Regions from separate parts of the Zea mays genome. Here region 2 is linked to region 1. Evidence: chromatin contacts called from public Hi-C data. All regions are on one chromosome and are shown on one strand. The core of a region is the stretch at or near the end of the contact, and the rest is flanking DNA. Distances in the headings are between cores, read along the strand shown. Region 1 holds the start of LOC100272960. Region 2 holds the start of LOC103635303 (histone chaperone ASF1B).

The links. Hi-C and Micro-C count contacts between places; a contact is called where the count stands out from the background.
Region 2: a contact with region 1 is called in a Hi-C map of ear, with 3 times the contacts expected there. The contact joins the promoter of LOC103635303 here to the promoter of LOC100272960 in region 1. A contact is called at or near these places in 5 of 25 Hi-C or Micro-C datasets (bundle sheath, ear, endosperm and 2 more).

The regions. Positions count from the first base shown.
Region 1 is chr8:67,040,235-67,045,241 of Zm-B73-REFERENCE-NAM-5.0, reverse strand. LOC100272960 reads left to right here and starts at 2,371. Exons shown (of 7, transcript NM_001147412.1): 1 at 2,371-2,709; 2 at 2,822-2,892; 3 at 3,068-3,176; 4 at 3,537-3,619; 5 at 3,778-3,936; 6 at 4,535-4,636; 7 at 4,741-5,007. The coding sequence starts at 2,643. The coding sequence ends at 4,881.
Region 2 is chr8:67,353,942-67,358,948 of Zm-B73-REFERENCE-NAM-5.0, reverse strand. It overlaps LOC103635303 (histone chaperone ASF1B), which reads right to left and starts at 2,754. Exons shown (of 3, transcript XM_008657793.4): 1 at 2,423-2,754; 2 at 36-151. The coding sequence starts at 2,531.

The DNA.
Region 1 (5,007 bases), core at 1,122-3,621:
TCACGTGGAGGGTATGGTCGCACAGACGCGCGATAACGTGAGTGTGATGACTGGGCAGTGGGCAACATGTGTCGCGTGGTCCGTGTGCGTCGGGCGTCCGTGTGCCTAGCCCTACCGGCTTGTTAGCTACATATACTATTTTACTACTAGTATATAGCCCGTGCTAATGCTACGTTCCTAAGAAGGGGAAGATTGGGGTGAACGGCGACGGTGGTGACGCGAGGGTAGGGGTTGACGGCGGTGTGGACGTGAGGAGGGGAGGGCTAAAGGATGATCCAAATAATATTGTCCATTAGATTTGAGTGCGCAAGAGAGATGATGTTATTCAACGATCTGAACCGTTGATTTTGATGTTGTGTAAGTATGAGTGCAATTTGTTTGGTGGATTTAGTAAAGATTATGGGTGTGTGGATTATTTGGTTGGATGAGTTTTGTAAAGTGTAAAATAGTGTATTATATTATGATATAGATACTAAATATTTGGCCCCTATTACTTTTGGGCCCTCGGTCGTCGCCTCTGTTGCATGGGATCAGGGCCGGCCCTAACTGTCCTCTACGGCCTCTAGAACATCCTCGTCTAACTATTTCCGCTGACATATCCAGGACAACAATATTATGCTTGAGACAAAAATCCTTGGCCTCTTCAAAAATATCATTCTTCCAATTGTCATACCCTATCGCACCACTGTAGCTTTCAACACCAAAGTTTTCCCTTCTTGGTTGCTTGAAAAGGAAACAATAAAAGCAAAAATCCGCATCTTTAGCAACATTGTATTCCAACAATTCATGCTTTTTGAACCATCATTCCTGAAAAATTCTTTGTCTATCTCCTATTTGCTTCTTGGGAAATATGTGACATTTTGGTTGACAAGGGCATAACAATAAATACTCTCTTCTAACAATATCTCGAATGTTCACATCTAACTCTTCAATTGGTTTTCGAAGTCTATGATCACCAACAATATTATTTTGATTGAACATAACATTGGGATTACCTTGCACATTTTGACTAGCATCAGTCCCAATCTCAGTATCTATTGATTCCGTATTATTTTGTGTAGTCCCAACATCTAGTGATTCTTGATTGTTTTCATTTTCATCCAAATTAGTCCCAATTTGTACGTCTTGAATGATTTCATTTGATTCTTGATTTGACGTGACTTGATAAAATGATGTTATTGTTCGAACTCTCTTCATATTGTACACTGTAATTGTAACACTAATCACTATGGATTATGAAACTTTCTAGACACAACATAATTTTCTCGGTGTCAAACAACAAGCACAAACCATGGAATTGGAAACGCGAGGCTCACCATAGGTTGTCGGGTTGCGCCTGCTGCGCCTGCGCTGCTTGCTGGCTGCTGCACGGTGTATGTGCGGCTGCGACTGCTCCTGCTCCTGCTCGCCACTTCGCCAGCTTGCCGCAGACCCGTAGTGCCTCGCCCGCGTGCGGCCCTTGGGCCGGCGGGAGTGCAGGCCGGCTGCCCCTGCTCGGCTCCTAGTCCGCGTGACCGTGCCCCGGCGCCCGGCGCCTCCGCAGAGGAGCAGGCGAGCAGCCGCCAGCCCGCCACATTTGCTAGTTGGGTTGTTCGGTTACTATTCATATTTTTGGGTTGTTATTACACAATTAGTCCGTCCAAGAGTAGGGCCTGGGCCCTAGTGACCATAGGCCTGAATCCGCCCCTGCTTGACGGGTTGCTATCACAAGCAGTGGTGCAAAGAGCCTGGTAGCGGCCGCATGAAAGTTGTCTCTATGCGTCTGTGGACCGACGCTTTTAACTCACATCTAAAGTTGTTTGTTTGGGATCAGATAATCCATATACATAGGACGTGGATACCTTGCCTTGCGAGTTAGGGCCAGACATTTAGGCCATGTTTGAATGTAGTTAGCTGCTAACATTAGCTAAAAATATCTAAACATTATAATTAATAGTTTAAATATTAACTACTTTTAGTAAATTAGTTAGTTGGCTAGCTTATTCAACTAGCAGTTTTTTAACCAACTAACTCGTTCTACTATATTTAAACACCCTTTAATATATATTCTTTCTGTTATTTTCTATGTGTCGAGTTTTAGTTTAAAAATTACCTACCGGATGATAAAAAACATTTGAGAACCGAGGTGGTAGAAGATAATGACAAAAATCGCACGAACAAAGAAAATTTAGCCAAATAAGGTTAGCACATGGTTGATTGGAGGGTGCTCAAGAGGAGAGGACACGAGTGACGGCAGCATAGGCTGATCCGCAACAGATCCGCATATCCTTCCTCCCTTCCGTATCCGCCGATCAACCGGCCACAAAAACTCTCTCACTTACATTTGCGGGCCCATTGAACGTGCGGCCCACTTTCATTGAGAGACGAACACGCGAGTAGAGAATTTCTCCTGCCTGCTCACGACCGCCCTCTCGCCGGTCGCCGGTCGCCGCTCGCAACGCAAGTCGGAAGAGGAATCTCTCCAAGCTCCAATCCTCCGATCCTGCCCCAACCCAAGTCCCCTCCACCAGGCCGCACACCTCCGCCGCCCGGCGCGACCTTGCATCCACCAGCCTGCCCTCTCCTTCGCGTGAGGCGGCCCCGGCGACCGCGTCGGCAGTGCAAGACCAGACCGAGGCTTCTCCCGTTGGAAGGTTCCAGCCATGGCGAGCGCCGATCTGCTGCGGAAGGAGGAGGAGTTCTACTCCTCCCTCTTTGATTCCGCAAAAGGTAACCCGCCCATCCCCTTTACCCGAAAGGAAAAAAAAACTCCTCTTTCGATGCTCACATGTCGAGCTCAACCCCCAAATCCGCCCCTTATTTTAGTGCTGCGTGAACGCAGGCGACGGCGTCAAGTCGCGCTCGCAGGTGATTGAGAGGAAGATTGAATCCCTCGAGGACATGGCCACCAAGGTCGTTCCTGCTGCCTTCTACGCCTTGCTGCCCTTTTTTCGTTTTTTTTTTCCTTTTCGTCATGCCTGAATGCTCTCATGCAAGTAGTAGTTCTGGTGTAATATCAGACTTGTTGTGATGTGTGTTAGGGGTCTGCAGGTCAATGCTTTACACATTGCAATGTTATATCACTCAGGTCAGCAACCGGAGATCAAGAAGATGGTTGAACGACCGCTTGCTGATTGAGCTTGTCCCACGCCTTCATGTTGAAGAAATCAAAGGCCTCTTTGCTCCTCCACCATGGGGTATGCTCCGAATACTGCTCCAGTATTTTTTTAAAAAAGCATGCTTTTTCTATGCTTCGCAGTTCAAATGTTCTTTAACTATTTGTACTAACTGCTTGCGATTGCCCCTTGTATGCTAGAAAAGCTATAGACTATGTTCACAAAATCATAAAGAGACAACATTCTTTCTCTTGAAGTTAAAACATGTCCATGTTAAATGCTCACAAGTACTGCAGTACTGGAAATTCGTGTCCTCGTGCATATCTTGTTGTTCTTCTATTTATATCATTTAAAGAGAATTCTTATATGCATATGACATGTCATCTTTTCCTTCTTCTTTTTTGAGGAAAAGCTCATATGTATATTACAATGATTATGTAGGTGAGGAGCTGCCCTTGTCAGCATTCTGCAGGACAAGTGTTAGTGACTGGGAGGCCTTCAGGAGCATCGACATGGATGCTGAGGTGTGTAGAGCCAGTCCTGCTAGCCGCATTCTGTTCATCATTGTTCACTATATAATTTAGTGAAATGCACAATGAGAAGCGATATCTGTATATCACAGAACAGTCACATGCACTTGTTATGGACCAGCCATACTAAAGCAACTTATTCTTATTTGCAGGCAAGATTGATGCAACACATGAAACGATCATCCGAAAAACAAAGGACTCATGTCGACGAAGATGAATTGATTGCTCTGAATGCTTGGCGTCGTATAGGTCGCCAAACAAGAGAAGCTATTAAGAAAAAATTTCTACCTGATCTACTTCAAATATATGAAGTATTGCCTTCTTTGCTTTAGTTTAACCCCCTCTTTTTCCATAAAAACCAGGCTCATTCTCTTCATCTCCTCCACAATTGATTGAAGTGATAATATTTGATGAAAGCTAATCTGTTTTTCTTGCAAACAAGACATGAGAGTTCTTGGTTATGTATTTATATATATCTGAATCTGCTATCTTTCTCGCACATGCTAATTCATCATGCATACCACATCTAATTTGTTATTTGTAGTTTCAAGCCTCAATATTATGCGAAGTCTATGAGACAGGATAAATTTTATTGAATAGCTTTCTAAATTTACAGTATCGACAATATCAATTTAGTGCTATGCTTATAAAAGCAAAGATGTCGTTGTTATGACTTATATCTGTATGATGCCTAGGTTTTGTTTGGAAAATAATGTTCAGAAAAGGTGCATTGTGGGTCTCTTTGTCTGCTGCCCTTGTTTCCACCTTGTGTAAATATTTTTCCTGTCTTCAAAAGTTGGCATCAGTTTTGCAGTTTTCTTATGCCACTGCTAACAACTTCTCTTCCAGTCTATTTGACTTGGCGTGTCAGTTGTTTATACTATCAGCTTTTGCGTTTCATGTTTGCAGGAACAGGTTAGGGCCTTCATTGAAGGTACTGGTGACAGCGACGTGCTTGTGCTGAATGTCCAGGACCCGTTCCAGAGGCTGCTTCTGCACGGTGTTTGTGAGGTGACTATGTTCCCATGTCCGATAAAACCCAACAGTTTTATGCTAAAGAATTTAGTTGCTCTTAAAAATAGTAGTGGTCTTGATCAGGGTTTGTCTGTTTGCAGTTCTATAACGTAACCTCAATGACCACAAGCAGTGTAAGGGACGGGAAGCCATGGAAGAGCACCACCATCAAGAAGAGGCATGTCACCGGTCTTCCTCCGAGAATCACATTAGTTAGCTTCCTGAGGATGAGGAAGAATTAGTCGTCCCAGTAACATGTGGATGTGAGGGTCCTACACTAATTCGCCTGGATGTGTACTAAAAAGACAAATTTGTTGCTTTAGGTCGCATCTAGCATGTAATCAAATGTAAAATATCCATGTCAAATG
Region 2 (5,007 bases), core at 1,505-4,004, 310 kb before region 1:
AGTATAATAGAGCAACACAACATTGATTTGCATACCTGGAGGACAAAACGGTAGGTCCCAACATTGACAGGGCCAACAAGCACACTCTCAAGCTGTTGGTCGTAGTTTTCATCTTCAGCTGATCCAACATATATAAGCTTCCACTCCAGATCTGAAATGCAAACAAACAAGCTCTTTACATGTATTCTAAAAAAATCCAATACCCCAAAAGCAAAAGACAGAAATCAAAACACATGAATTGCATATATACCTCACACAGATCATATATACATAGGCATGCCTTTATGGTACGCAGGGGAAAATAGGCATGTCATTACGATTAAAACAACCTCAAACAACACAATGCACATTCCACAAAATTATACCCTAGTAAATCTCTTACTCAAATATCTAGAAGACCGGACGATTCACACTTTTGGTCAGGTCTAATGAATATTAAGGATCAATTTCTTAGATGAGGTCACTTTCAAGTGAGGAATGGTCATGCTACCAGATTCTGGAAGGATATATGGTTAATCAGTCGACCTCTTAGTGAGCAATTCCCGAACCTTTTTAATATAGTGCGTAACAAATCGGCCTTGGTTGTAGACGTCTTTTCAGATTCAAATCTTAATTTATCTTTTCGCCGAACAATTAGGGGAATTAAAATGGTGGAATGGCACAACTTGTTAAACTTGCTAACTACGGTTACTCTGAATCCGGCTAGGGACAATTTTGTTTGGGATGGTCATAAGAATGGAATTTTCTCTGTCCAATCGATGTACCATCTTTTGATGAATAATCCTAACAGCAATCGGAGTAAGATGCTTTGGAGACTTAAGCTCCCTCTGAAAATAAAAGTTTTCCTGTGGAATTTATGTCGGGGAGCGATCCTCACTAAAGATAATTTAGCTAGAAGGCGTTGGAATGGTAGCTTGACCTGTAGCTTTTGCAACAACAATAAGAGTATACATCATCTCTTTTTTGACTGTTACATTGCCAAAAGTATATGGAGAATCATTTACTTTGTTTTAAAAATAGACATGCCCATTAGCACTAATCATATTATCGGGTCTTGGGAATCTAATAATGCTCTGGCATACAAAAAATTATTACTGATTGGAATATCAGCTTTATTTTGGTCCATCTGGCTCTGTCGAAATGAGGTGGTGTTTAATCATAAACCAATACCATCAATTGTACAGGTTATTTTCAGGGTTACTCACTGGTTCAGATTCTGGAGACTTCTACAGAAGGAGGAAAAGCACCAACAAATTCTCGATGCCTGTCGAGCTTTGGAGGTGGTGGCGATGGAAGTTTTTGCAATGCATGGATGGCGCTCGAATGCAAGAATTGAAGATGGCTAGTGTTTTCTATAGTCATGGCATTTTGTTTTCTTTGAGTTAGTTTAATTATTCAAGCAACTGCTCTATGGTCCAATAATCGTTATGTAATGGTTGTACGCATTTGTATGCTAAAGCCGGAACTCTTGTTTCCATAATAAAAAAACAAAATTATACCCTAGTACTTCAACGTTCATTGGGTTATAGATTTGTATAATTTCTATGTAGTACTTATCATGATATGTCTTTATGCCATTATCAACAAACCAGAGACAAAAGAGGGGAGAAAATAAGGCAAACATGTCTGGACCAGAATTATTCAGACAATGACCACCCCCACTCAAACAGCTTTTGAAGCTAGCAGGATCCAAAGGAATAATGTATCTTATGAAACAGGCCAACAGATTATCCACTACAGTGAATAAATCACTAAAAGCAAAATAGAACATTTTTCAGAATTACCAGCAATATTGGAATCTCATCAGCTACTACACAGGTGTCGATCCCTTATAAGTACAAGATACAAATAACATGAGACTTATCCACTGCACATTCAATTATAATCAGCTTCAAGCAAAGATAATTCTAGATTGTAGACAATCATCCACGCATGGCACAGGTGTGCATGGAATTTTTTGCACAAGTGATCTAATGTGGCACCCAGATTTTGACAATACAAGTATACAACTAATTAACCCACTAAGCAAATAGGTTCAGTCATATGACATGCTGGTTTCTAGATACTAGTAATGGAGAGTAGAATACACGATCAAGAATCGCATGGTACAGAATAGGGCAGTGGAAATTATGCTGCATTCTTATGCTAATCACCGAACAAGAACAGCGGTAGCCTGGATAGCAGCAATGGCATTCGCATCTATGCTACTACTGCCGCACAGGAACGCAACCGATGCAGCGGCGTTCGACTCCCGTACCCTCGTGATCCCATCCCGCAGAGATAGCAAAGCCCAACCCCATAACCCGGCATCCCAGCTGCATCCAAAGCGCCACCCACCGATCCCAGGACGCCGAAACCCTAGCCCGGGGCCACGCATCACGGGGACCGAGAGAAGGGGAGGAAAACGGTCAGTACTCAGTACCGTCGTCGAGGGGCACGAGGCACTCGTAGGATATCTCGAACTGGAAGGGGTTGATGAAGGCGGTGGGGTTGTCCAGCACCGCCACGTTGGTGATGTTCACCGCGCTCATCGCCGCCGCCGGGAGCAGCCGCGCGCCCGCGCGTGCTCGAGCAGAGGGGAAAAGACGCGAGCAAGACGCGGCGGCTCGGGATCGGATTTCTAGCGGCCTTTCGGGCGGTGTAATGGTGACGGTGTGGGATGAGATGGGGAGCGGCGGGAAGCGAAATTGGGTTGGCGGGAGACGGCTCGGAGCTGCAGGTTTGGAGTGGAGAGGCGAGGCCAAGCGACAGCGAGAGAGGAGAAATTTGCTATTATGGAGATCCTCACGTGCGGCTTCGACGTTTTGAAGGCGTAGGTGAAGGATTAGCTGATATAGAAAAGCAGGGAATAGGCCACTTGCTAAAACGAACAAGAACACTCTATTACTTGGTAACCTCTTTGATTAAAACCATGGATACTCACGTCGTCTACATCCGTTACCTCTCCATCGGCATCGCGGCCGTGCGTGACCCGCCCGTGCTCATCCTCGACGAGCCCACCTCCGGCCTCGACAGCGCCTCCGCGCTCCACATCGTCGGCGCGCTCCGCGCCATGGCCGAGGCGCGCGGACGCACCGTGCTGCTCAGCATCCACCAGCCGGGAGCGCGCATCGTCAAGATGTTCGACTCCGTCCTCCTGCTAGCCGTCGGCTTCGTCCTCCATCATGGCACCGTCGACCAGCTCCGCGCCCTGCTCGGGGACGCGGGCCTCCACCTGCCCCCGCACGTCTCCGTGGACGCGCTCCGCCGCCACGCCAGTAGCAGCCTGCAGGCGCCGTCCTCCGGAGACCGAGAGGGTCGGTGCACGCTGCAGCGTCTGTTCCAGCTGCACGGCAAGCAGGTGGCGGACGCCCCTGTGGCCGTGACCATGATGGCTAGCCGCTACGCCAACTCGCGGGCGCGGGAGGTGGCGGTGCTGTCGCAGCGCTTCTTCAAGAACGTGGCGCGGACGCGGCAGCTCTTCGCGTGCCGCACCGTGTGCATGCTGGTGGCGGGCCTTGCGCTGGGCTCCATCTTCTACGACCTCGGGCAGGACAAGGTGGTGGAGCGCGTGGGTCTCTTCGCCTTCCTGCTCACCTTCCTCCTGTCATCCACAACGGAGGCGCTGCCCATCTTCCTGCAGGAGCGCGACATCCTGGCCAGGGAGACGGCGTCGGGGGCGTACCACGTGTCGTCGTACGCGGTGGCCAACGCGGTCGTGTTCCTGCCCTTCCAGCTGGCGCTGGCCGTCATGTTCGCGGCGCCGGTGTACTGGCTGGCGGGTCTCCGTCGAACGGCGACCGCGTTCGGCTACTTCCTGCTGGTGATATGGCTGATCCTGTACACAGCGTACTCGGTGGTGGTGTGCTTCGCGGCGGCGACGCCGGACTTCGTGGTGGGGGGGGATGTTGGCGGGAACAACTTCCGTGGGAGGAATGTTGGCGGGAACAACTTCCGTGGAGAGAAGGGTAACGGGATGTAGACGACGTGAGTATCCATGATTTTAATCAAAGAGGTTACCAAATAATGGAGTGTTCTTGTTCGTTTTAGCGAGTGGCATATTCCCTGCTTTTCCATATCAGCTAATCCCTCGTCTACGCCTCTAAAACGTCGAAGCCGCACGTGAGGATCTCCATAATAGCAAATTTCTCGCGAGAGAGAGGTAGCCAGTAGCCACTAGCCAGGTAGGGGTGGGGTGGGGGAGCCGAGAGACGGGACCCCTCCAGGCCTCCACCGCTGTCGAAACTCGAAGGCCGCCAAATCCCATATTTTCTAGGAATCACACAGAATTCTGCTGAACCGCCTTACTTCTTGGTAGGTCTACAGAATGCAGGGGTCAAAAAAGGGATAAAACGATGCAAACAATTCCCTGCAAATACAGACAAGGCTCTCATATACATCTTTTCTGATACGTAGCTGCGAGCACATTCGTTAGGAGAGAGACGCAAGACATCGCTGATTTGCGAATTAGCGCTGCTGCTGTTCTTGTTCTTGTACAAGACTGACTCAACAGAAACAATGGAGACCTATCATCAAAAAACAGAAACAATGGAGACCACAGATGGTTTCAGGCTACCGAAGGGCAACACACTGCTGCTTATATTGAAGAATTTGCAGGAGGATGTGCAGGAGCGGGCAGCTACTGTGCAATCTTCTATTTATTCTACTCTTGCCACGAACTGCTCGGAATTCTCTTTCACTTTGTTGCAGAGCGTGAGCAGTAAATGCAAAGAAAAAACACAGTTGCAGAAAATGCTAGCAGTAGCAGCCAAATTGAGCAAAAAAAAAGGGGTGTTCCCATTTGGATCACCATTCCTTAACCACGGGCAAAATGAAGGTGGAAAACTGAGTAGTTGGGTACCGTGTATGCAGATGAGCAGGTAGCCATGTTCCCTTATTTCATATCCTTTGGATCTACTCGTATTATATGAAAGCAAACCTGAAACTGAAGTGAAGTCAGGAATCTATTGTATTTTCCTTTTAGTATTACTTCTGACTATCATATTTATCACGCAGGGCTAATACTTT